Regions from separate parts of the Cricetulus griseus genome. Here region 1 is linked to region 2. The links are chromatin contacts, called in public Micro-C maps. All regions are on one chromosome and are shown on one strand. Each heading gives the region's core, a stretch centred on a gene start, on an enhancer-like site or on the middle of the called end of the contact. The rest is flanking DNA. Distances are from core to core; before and after follow the strand shown. Region 1 holds the start of LOC113837366 (leucine-rich repeat and fibronectin type-III domain-containing protein 3). Region 2 overlaps Nfkbid (NF-kappa-B inhibitor delta).

Region 1 (4,697 bases), core at 2,036-4,535, 55 kb before region 2:
ACGGTCGGTAGGGGCCACGGTGTCTGCCACTTTGGCGGAGGCTGAGGCAGCAGAGGGCGGGGTGAGGGCATCAGGATCCCCGTCCCGCGGGGGGTCACAGCTGGTGCTATTGGCTAGCTGGGGAGGTGGAGGGGGGCCCACGGTCAGCTCAACAGCAGCCGTGGCCTCACCCGCGGCGTTGGCTGCGATGCAAGTGAAGATGCCACCATCTCCCGGCTCAGTGACCAGTAACTCCAGAGTCCCATTAGGGAAGGCACGGGCGCGGCTGGAGTTGCCCAGCAGCCGACCCTGGGGTGACACCCAACGCACTCGTGGCTCTGGGTCCCCTACCGCCCGGCACCGCAGGGCAGCTGGCCGACCAGCAGGCACTGCCAGGGGAGGAGAGCGGTGGGTCACCACTGGCGGCTCACACACAAACTCCTCCTCACCCACAGCCCAGAAGTAACGGCCCCCTAGGGCAGGAGGAGAGGCACACGCCTCGAGGTCGTCCTCCCGAGCCAGGCGTCGCAGCCATACCAGCTCACAGTTGCAATGGAGGGGGTTCCCCCCAAAGGCCAGCACCAGGGCAGAGGCTGGGGAGCCTCGGGGCCGGGCAAGCAGCGGCAGACGGGAGAAGAGTGGGTCGGGTGGGATGGTGGTCAGGCGGTTGGAGGTCATGTCGAGCCGTGCCAGCTTGTGCAGGCGGGAAAAGGCTCCAGCAGGCACCGAGGCCAGCAAGTTGTGGTCCAGGCCCAACGTGTTGACGTTGCCCAGGCGACCCAAAGCCTCCCAGGGCAGCTGCTCAAGGTTATTGTAAGAGAGATCGAGGTCCTCCAGGGTCTCAGCACAGTCGTCCAGGGCACCAGCCGCCAGGGCTGCCAGCTGGTTGTTGCTCAAGATGAGGTGGCGCAGGTTGACTAGGCCACGAAGCTGACCCTCGCCCAGCGAGGTCAGTCTGTTGCCGTCTAGGTGCAGGGCCCGCAGGGCGCGTAGGTCGGCGAAGGCGCCAGCTGCCACATGACGGATGGTGTTTCTTGACAGGCTCAGGTGCAGCAGACCGGTCATGTTGGCCAGGTCACGGCGACGCACGGCCGCGATGAAGTTGTCTGCCAGGCGCAGCTCTGCCGCACGGCGATCCAGCGAGGGTGGCACAAACAGGAGGCCCGCCCCTGGGCACAACACGCTTAGGGGCAGAGACTGGGTCTGGCAGCGGCAGCGGCGGGGACAAGGGCTGGATGTGGCCGGCTGGGGTGGAGACGAGGCAGGGGCCAGCGGTAACAGGCAAAGGAGCAGTGTGAGGACGGCCATCGCGGGTAGGGGTGGCCTGCGGAGAAGAAGGGAGGTGATATAGGGCTGGCTGGGGCTGCAGGGGGTTGGGGTGATCTGAAACTGGGAGAGATGGTCCTAACACACTCCGGGAGGGAGGGACGATCGGAGAGAGGAGGGGTCAGAGAGGTGTCATGAAGGCAGAGGGTCAAGCATGACCACTGATGCTCAGGAAGCTGGCTAGAGATGGGCACAGGTGGGCAGAGAATAGAACAGCTGGGCACGGCGGAAAGAGAAGAGAGGTGGGCAGGTGGCAAGGGCCCTCAGAAAAGGTGTGCCCCTGGAGGAAAGGAGAGCAAAGACGGGGAGCAGGTCAGAGGCGGGCCCATCTAGGGCTGGGCAGAGAGAGAGACAAAAGAGTTTTGATCTGGTCAAAAGCCAGAAGCTGGCAGGAGAGATGTAGCTGGGAGAAAAGTCAGAACTGGCTTAGTGAAGCCACAGACCCAGCCTCGGAGCCAGGGGTGGGCAAAGGGTTAGGAAGCCAGAGGACCAGAGAGACAGAAGCGTCAGTGAGAATCTGTGGACAGATGGGACTGGATCTGTGTGTCAGAGCTGGTCAGAGGAAAAGTGAGCAGAAATGGTCACTGAGAGGAGAGAGGTGGAGAAAGCTGACCAGAGAGGGCAGATGCGGACAGAGGGTAGGTACTGGGTGGTCAGACGGTGAGAAGCTCCAAGGGTGGAATCAGAGAAATGGAATGCCATCAGCTGGGCCAAGGAGGTCAGAGACGGGCAGAGCTGGCCATGGGCCCAGAGTGTTGGAGACACACTCATGGGACAGACTTTTTCCAAGGAAAACCCCTAAAAATGTCACAGGGCACCTCGCCCTCACCTACCTGTAGCCCAAGTGACTCCACCCCCACACACAAGTCCCTTCCCACCATGGGTGTCTCTCAAAGGCCTTACCTGAGCTGGAAGCCACCCCAGGGAGCAGACTCCTCAGGCTCCAGGGGGGTGAGAGGTCAGAACTCCGGAGGGGGCATCTGGTTAAGCTGCTCCTGCCCGGAAGGCCTCTGTGGAGGAACTGTCCTGTTTCAGCTCAAGTCTGTGGCTATGGAGTCTCCAAACTTTATGCTTGGGGTCCCATGCCACTAAATTGGGCCTCTAGGGTCCAGTTTTAGAGACCAAGGCCCCAGCAGTTGTTCTGATCAGGCTCTCTCAGTGTCAGGCTTAAGACACCCAACAGCCAGATGGAGAAGTTTAGGGTCTGAGTCCCAAGTCCAGCATGGAATCCGATATTGGGATCCTGTTGAGATTTTAGGGTGCCGACTCAAGACTTGGAGGTCTCTAGCCCCAGATTTCAGCACTCAGGTCAGGTCTGCAGCAAGGACTTCAGGCCCCTCGGAATTCCATGGTTCAAATCTTGGAACTGAAGGCCTAAATCCCAGGGTTTAGTTCTTAAAACAGTGGGGTCCCAGGTATAGATTTGGGGATTCGCTCCCCGATGTCAAGGTATCAGCCAGACAATTCAGAGTTCAGCTCCAAATTTGGGGGCTTAGATGCCGAATCGTGGGGTCCCAGCTCCAAATCTTGGGGTCCATGTTCCAAAACCATGGGGTTCAGTGTCCAAATCTTGGGGTCCCAGGCATGGATGTCGGCATCCCAGCCCCCAGATATTGAAGCTCAATGTCCAGGTCTTAAGGTTCCATGGCAGGATCCTCAGGGTGCCGATCCCAAATCGGGGTCCCACGCTCGGGGGTTTCGGGATCTCTGGATCCGATCGCCGGCTGCAAGCGCCCCCCGATGTCGGGGTGCCGGCCCAGGGTCTGGGACAGGAGCGGCGCTGATGGATTCGTGGCCTGCGGAGGGAACTGACCCAATAAGAGGGGGTCTCTGCTGCGGCGGGGAGGGGGCAGCCGGGCAGCTCTAGGGCCGGGGTGGGGCGAGGCCTGGGCGCGGACAGACGGACAGACAGACAAGACGGGGCCACGCGGGGATCCCGGCACCGCAAGGCGGCGGGGCGCAGGGGGAGGGCGCGCTCAGAGACCCTGGCGGGGGCGCGGCCCGGGTGCTCCCGCGGCCTCCTCCTCGCCGGGAACCCGGGCGCCGTCGCGCGTAGTAGGCAGCCCCCTCCCCCCTCCTCCCTCCTCCCTCCTCCCTCCTCCCTCCTCTCAGAGGCGCGCCCCTAGCACCACCCACCATGGAGTCGCCCTGGAGCTGCTGGGAATAAGAATATCCCTGAATAAAGACAGACTAGGGACACTGAGGCCAAGAGACCGAGCTACAAGAAGATAGAGGCTGGCAATAGGTACAGCTTAGGCTGAGAGCCTGGAGCAGAATGGGGGGGACACAGAAATGTATTGAAGGAGAGAGGTGGGTACCCAGCAACGGACAAGGCAAGGACAAGTCAGAGACATGCTCTGTCTATGTATCTTTGTATGTATGTATGTATGTATGTATGTATCTATCTATCTATCTATCTATCTATCATCTATGTAATCTCTCTGTTCCCCCCACCGCCCCCATATGCAGTACCTGAGCAACTCGGTGTCAGTACCCATACATATCCTTGTACACAGCCCCCCTCCTTAGATGCCCACACATCTGCCTCCCAGCCCTCTGCTTCAGCACCGTCTTCACAGGAAGCCTTCTTACCCCGGTTCTGTCCAATAACAGGTTTGTTCTTGTAGGCAAATGGGTATCATTTCACTGGCTGGAAGGAGGGAAGTTGACACTAAGAACCATGTCTTCTGGGATTGGGGGCAGAGCTCAAGACACAGTGACCAGAGGCCCTGTAGTAGAGAGGGAGAAAAGATAGGAAATGGGTCAGAGTCCCAAGGTGGACAGGTTGACCCACCCCCCCAGAAGACCCTGGTCAGATTTGTGTGGACACATAACTCCAGAGGACAGTGTTGGGGGACAGGGGAAGCAGAGGTGGGTGGTCCCACACTCTTCTGGCAGATAGTGTTTCAGGAGGAAGGGTATGGATGATGCCCCATGAGCCTGGTCTGGAAACTCGACTGTAAGCACGTGGGGGAGCATGGTCTCCCAGAAGCCCTGTTGCAAAGGAGACACACACAACCTGGGTGACCTGAGGTAGGCTCAGAGCTAAGAAGCCATCTGAGCAGAGTAGAGTGACCTTGGAGGTGGTGTGTGAATGGCCATCCACCCTGGAACTTCCCAGCTCTGCTGAAGGGGTTTCAGAATACACTTTTGACTCCTTCCAATTACGTCTATTGAAAAATTGCAGCTAAAATTAACTCAGCCCTGGGGCCCGCCTTTCCAGATCATTAGCAAAGTTCATCAACACGCCTTGCCCAGCACAGCGGATGCTGGACATTCAAAAGCCCGGGAAGAAGCTTCAGGGGCTTCAGAGACACTGTGGAGATGCTGGGACTGCGGGAGACATGGAAGCCATCCCGAGAGTGGGAGAATTCAGCATACTGGCAGACCGA
Region 2 (5,146 bases), core at 750-3,249:
GTCAGAAAGGCCCTCTGAGATTAGCGTGCCCTGAGACCTGGCTGCATTGTCATTTAGAACTCGGTGTCCCAGACCCTAGCCTTCCCTGTGAGTTGTTGTTCTCTGTCTATGTATCACTGTAGCTCCCCATTAAACTCGATTTGGCCTCAAGCTGTGTGTTGTCATTCAAAGTGGGGGGCACTGGTGCCCCTCTGAGGGGCCACATTTGGATAATGTAAAGGCTGGGGAGTCCAGAGTCAAGACACCATCAGAGCTAATGCCTGATAAAGATATCAAATTCTGTTTTTTAGATGGCTATCCCTTCCTGCTACTGACATTTGCCAGCATCTAGTACCCAAGCCCCTGTGTAAAATGTGAGAAGACCGGCTGGGTGTGGTGGTGGCACACACCTTTAATCCCAGCACATGGGAGACAGAATCTGTCTCTGTGAGTTCAAGGCCAGCCCTGTCTATATAGTGAGTTCTAGGACAGCCAGAGCTGCATACTGAGATCCTGTCTCAAACAAAACAACAAAAGATGTGAGAAGATTTCAAAGCTAGGTAGCTTGTCAGGCTGGGGGTGTGGCTCAGTAGAGCCCCTGCCTAGAATCCCCCAGTGAGGGGCTGGGGGCGTGGCTCAGTGGTAGAGCCCCTGCCTAGAATCCCCCAGTGAGGGGCTGGGGGCGTGGCTCAGTGGTAGAGCCCCTGCCTAGAATCCCCCCAGTGAGGGGGCTGGGGGGGCGTGGCTCAGTGGTAGAGCATCTGCCTAGAATCCCCCAGTGAGGGGGCTGGGGGTGTGGCTCAGCAGTAGAGCCCCTGCCTAGAATCCCCCAGTGAGGGGCTGGGGGCGTGGCTCAGTGGTAGAGCCCCTGCCTAGAACCAACCTGGAAGGGACTCGGCATGCCTCATTGGCAGACTATTCCCTCTCTTGGCAGGCATGGTGGTGCACACCTTTAGCCATAGCATTTAGGAGGCAGAGGCAGGCAGATCTCTGAGTTCAAGGCCAGCCTAGTTTAACTAGCAAGTTCTAGGACAGCCAAAACTACATAATGAGACCTCGTCTGAAAACAAACAAAAACACTATATTCCATCTCTAGCCCTGGCCAAAAACCAGTCAAACAAAAAATTGGGGGATTGTGGCACACTTGTGTAATTCCACAGCTCAAGTTTAAGTCAAGCCTGGACTATAGAGAAAATACTTACCTCATTTTATTATTTTAAAATTAAAAGGAGAGGGAGAGAGAGGGGGAAAGAAAAGAAAGGAAGGAAGGAAGGAAGGAAGGAAGGAAGGAAGGAAGGAAGGAAAGAAGGAAGGAAGGAAGTCAATTCTGGGGTATCACGCCCACTTCCTGCTCTAACCTAACACCCCTCAACTGATGACAAGCAGGAGCTGATATGTAAAATACCCCGGGCCCCTCATCTCCTTGTTGCATTAAAACCCTCAAGTGCAGGCTTGCTGAGGCTCCCCGAATCCTCAGCAGAATCAAACCCTGGCTCCCGAAACACTAGGTAACACAGCTTTCTTCCCTGGCCTCCCCTGGCTGCGGCTATTCTAGCCTCCCTATTGGTAGTCTCTCCCTGTTAAAGGCCTTCAGATGTTCTCAGCATCTGCATCCAGAGAAACTCAAACCAAGACAGGACATCCACCAAGCCTACTTCTCAGATTCGCCCTGTAGCCCTTGGTCCATTTACCCCATTGAGTTACCCAGACTCGATACTCCAGAAAGCCCCTTTGCCCACAGGAGTCCTCCTGCCTATGGACTCTCTTGGACCACAAACCAAGTCATGTACAAGGGTTTGTTCTGTCCCCTTGACTGGATTAGGAAACATTCAGGAGATGAAGCACAGCTCTGGGTGTGTCTGAGAGGGTGTTTCCAGAGAAGTGGTGGTGAGTGCTCTGAGGGAATGAGTTGACACACTCTTTGAGAGATTCATTAGGTCATCAGAGATATGTCCCTGGGGGCTATGCCCTGCCCTGGCCTCTTCCTACTACCTCTTTTCCAGCTCCTTGTTAGTCATGAAGAAGCTTTTCTGCCATCTGCTCCTAGTGCCTTGACAACTCTGACTCACAGAGCATCTGTGGACCAAATCATCTGAAACCATGAGCCAAACACTTCCCTTAGGCTGCTGCTCACGGGCCCCAGAAGGAAAGTAACTACTATACCACGTTAGTGCATTTTAGGCCATGGGGCTTCAAACACAACCTCACGATGCCTGTGGGCTCTGCAGTCTGGACTGGGCTCAGCAGGATGCATCTTGCTTTGGTCACTATTACGGCCAGAGTCACCTGGGAGCTTATGCTGGAACCCAACACTGAATCAGTCACAGGTATGATAAATGAGAATTGGCAACTGTTGGATAAACCAAGAATCTCTTCGTGTGGTCCGGGAGGGCAGGTGGGTCTCTCCATGGTGAGTTCCTAGTTAGGGGCACTATTGCTGTGACAAAACACCATGCAGGACCAAAAGCAACCTAGGGAGGAAAGGGTTTGTTTGACTTAGACTCCCATGTCCCTGTTGTTCATCACTGAAAGAAGTCAGGACAGGAACTCAAGCAGGGCAGGATCCTGGAGGCAGGAGCTGATGCAGAGGCCGTGGAGAGTGCTGCTTACTGGCTTGCTTCTCATGTTTTGCTCAGGCTGCTTTCTTATGGAATGCCAGACCATCAGCCCAGGAGTGGCACCACCCACAAGGGCTGGGCCTGTCCCTATCAATCACTAACTAAGAAAATGCTCTACAGGCCTGCCTCCAGCTTATCTTGTGGAAGTGTTTTCTCAGTTGGGTTTCCCTCCTCTCAGATGACTCTAGCTTGTGTCAAGTTGACTTAAAACTAGCCAGCATTGTGACTATGGGTTCCAAGAGACAGCGTCTTGAGAGGAAACAGTCCTGCTTGCATCAGACTTGCTGATATCCCATTGACCAAAGTCACATGACCGAGTCAGGTGTGGTGGTACACACACACACCTATCATCCCAGCTCTTGGGAGGCTATGGCAGGAGGATCAGGAGTTCAAGGGGATGGGGGAAAACTGGAGGGCAGAGTTCCCAGGGCCAAGTGTTGTCTCCCATGTCAGCTGCCTCATACCAGTGTGTGTGTTCCTGGAGGTGGTGATATTGTGACTGGCCCATGAAGAACTCAAACAACTGTGTTGTGCTTTGTATAAGAAATTACCTGCAATTGGGAATCCCTTGTGCAGTCGATTGTTCAATATAGTTTAGGGACCCTGTTTAAAACAAAAACAAAAACAAAACTTCAGTTTAGAAAGAAAGCTATTTTAGGGGCACAAAGCATCAGAAGAGCAATGGCAAAATGTTTTACTGATGGCATTTGTGGTAGTTTGAATGTAACTGGACTCCATAATCTCTTAGGGAGCAGCATTAGTAGGTGAGGCTTTGTTGGCGTGGGTGTGGCCTTATTAGAGGAAGTGCATCACTGTGGGGGTGGGCTTTGATGTAGGCGGAATATTCTGTCCCTCCAGCAAGCCCATTTAATCACACAGAGATGTATTATTAATTATAAATGTTTGGTCGATAGTTTAGGCTTGTTACTTACTAGCTCTTACAGATTAATTGACCCATATTTCTTATATACTTTCTACCACACGGCTCAGTTCCTTCCTCTCCCTGCCTAGCTCTTTATTTATTTATTTAGGTTTTTCAAGACAGGGTTTCTCTGTGTAGCTTTGGAGCCTGTCCTGGCACCGGCTCTGTAGACCAGGCTGGTCTCGAACTCATAGAGATCCACCTGCCTCTGCCTCCCGAGTGCTGGGATTAATGGCATGTGTCAACAATGCCCGGCTGGATTTTTGTTTGTTTGTTTTGTTGCTGTTTTTTTCTTTTTCTTTTTCTTTTCTTTTTTTTTTTTTTGTGCCTAGCTCTTTATTAAACCAACAAGAGCCACACATCTTCACAGTGTACAAAGGATTATTCCACAGTACTTTGAGGTTTCCTATGGTCATTATACAGCCTAGTGTCTCAGTCAACTTTTTCTGTTGCCTGCAAGACAGAGGGCTCTCAGCTCTCATCTGCCTGCACGCAGCCAAGCTCCCCACCATGGTGATAATGGGACTGAACCTCTGAAACTGTAACCCAGCCACCCCAATTAGATGTTTTTCCTTCATAAGAGTTGCTTTGGTCATGCTGTCTCTTCACAGCAACAGAAACCCAAACTAAGACAGTATTGTTTTAGAATTTAGATTTTTTTTTTTTTTTTTTGCCGGGCGTTGGTGGCACATGCCTTTAGTCCCAGCACTCAGGTGGCAGAGGCAGGAGGATCTCTGTGAGTTCAAGGCCAGCCTGGTCTACAGAGCGAGTGCCAGGACAGCCTCCAAAGCTACACAGAGAAACCTTGTCTCGGAAAAAAACTAACTAAATAACTAAATAAATAAATAATAGAATTTAGATTTTTTAATTGTATGTGTGAGAGAGTGTGGGGCCCATGGAGGCCAGAAAAGGGCATCAGATTCCCTGGAGCTGGAGTTACACATGGCTGTAAGTTGCCTAACATGGGTGTTGAGAACTAAACTTGAGTCTTCTAGAAGAACAAGACGTGCTCTCAACAGCTGAGCCATCTCTCCAGCCCCTAATAACAGTATTTAAAAATTAATAGACAGAGGCTTGGCATGGTGGTACAAGCCTTTGACTCCAGCACTGAGGAGACAGGGGCAGGCAGATCTCTGTGAGTTTGAGACCAGCCTGGTCTACACAGTAAATACCTCTCAAAAAAAACCAAGTTCATAAGCAGGGCTGGTGAGATGGTTCAGCCAGCAAAGGGACTTGCTGCCAAGCCTGATGACCTTGAGTTCCATACCCAGGACCCACAGCAGGGAAGGAAAGCACCGACACCTACAACTTCCCCGTGAAGCCTGGGGTGTATGCCGACACATACAAAAATTCAAACATTGCCATTAGAATTTAAAATTAATTAATTACGGACAGGGTCTCACTATGTAACCTGGGCTGGCCTAGAACTTTCTATGTAGACCAGGCTGGCTTTGAACTCACAGAGATCACCCTAGTTCTGCCTCCTGAGGGCTGGGATCATTCAATTCTGTGTGGTCCTGAGGGCTGCATCCTCCTCCCCCCCCACCCCCCGCATTAGTGGAGAATGTGTGTCTGCCTCCGATGGGTTTAATGAAGATGAAACAAACCCAGTTCTCTATTGCACACC

The links. A called contact is a pair of places that touch in the nucleus more often than the background predicts.
Region 1: a Micro-C map of the CHO-K1 cell line shows a contact between it and region 2, with 2.8 times the contacts expected there. The contact joins the promoter of LOC113837366 here to the enhancer-like site in region 2. A contact is called at or near these places in 2 of 8 Hi-C or Micro-C datasets (the CHO-K1 cell line and liver).

The regions. Positions count from the first base shown.
Region 1 is chr9:5,457,631-5,462,327 of CriGri-PICRH-1.0, reverse strand. LOC113837366 (leucine-rich repeat and fibronectin type-III domain-containing protein 3) reads right to left here and starts at 3,285. Exons shown (of 3, transcript XM_027431275.2): 1 at 2,209-3,285; 2 at 1-1,303. The coding sequence starts at 1,287.
Region 2 is chr9:5,400,549-5,405,694 of CriGri-PICRH-1.0, reverse strand. It overlaps Nfkbid (NF-kappa-B inhibitor delta), which reads left to right. Exons shown (of 11, transcript XM_027431271.2): 11 at 1-150. Among named protein-coding and RNA genes, the nearest start is that of Nfkbid, 10 kb to the left of the region's middle. Within about 2 kb of position 1,999, at least 2 of the 6 cell types and tissues checked have open chromatin away from gene starts, as enhancers often do. A contact at or near this core is called in the CHO-K1 cell line, where this site is marked.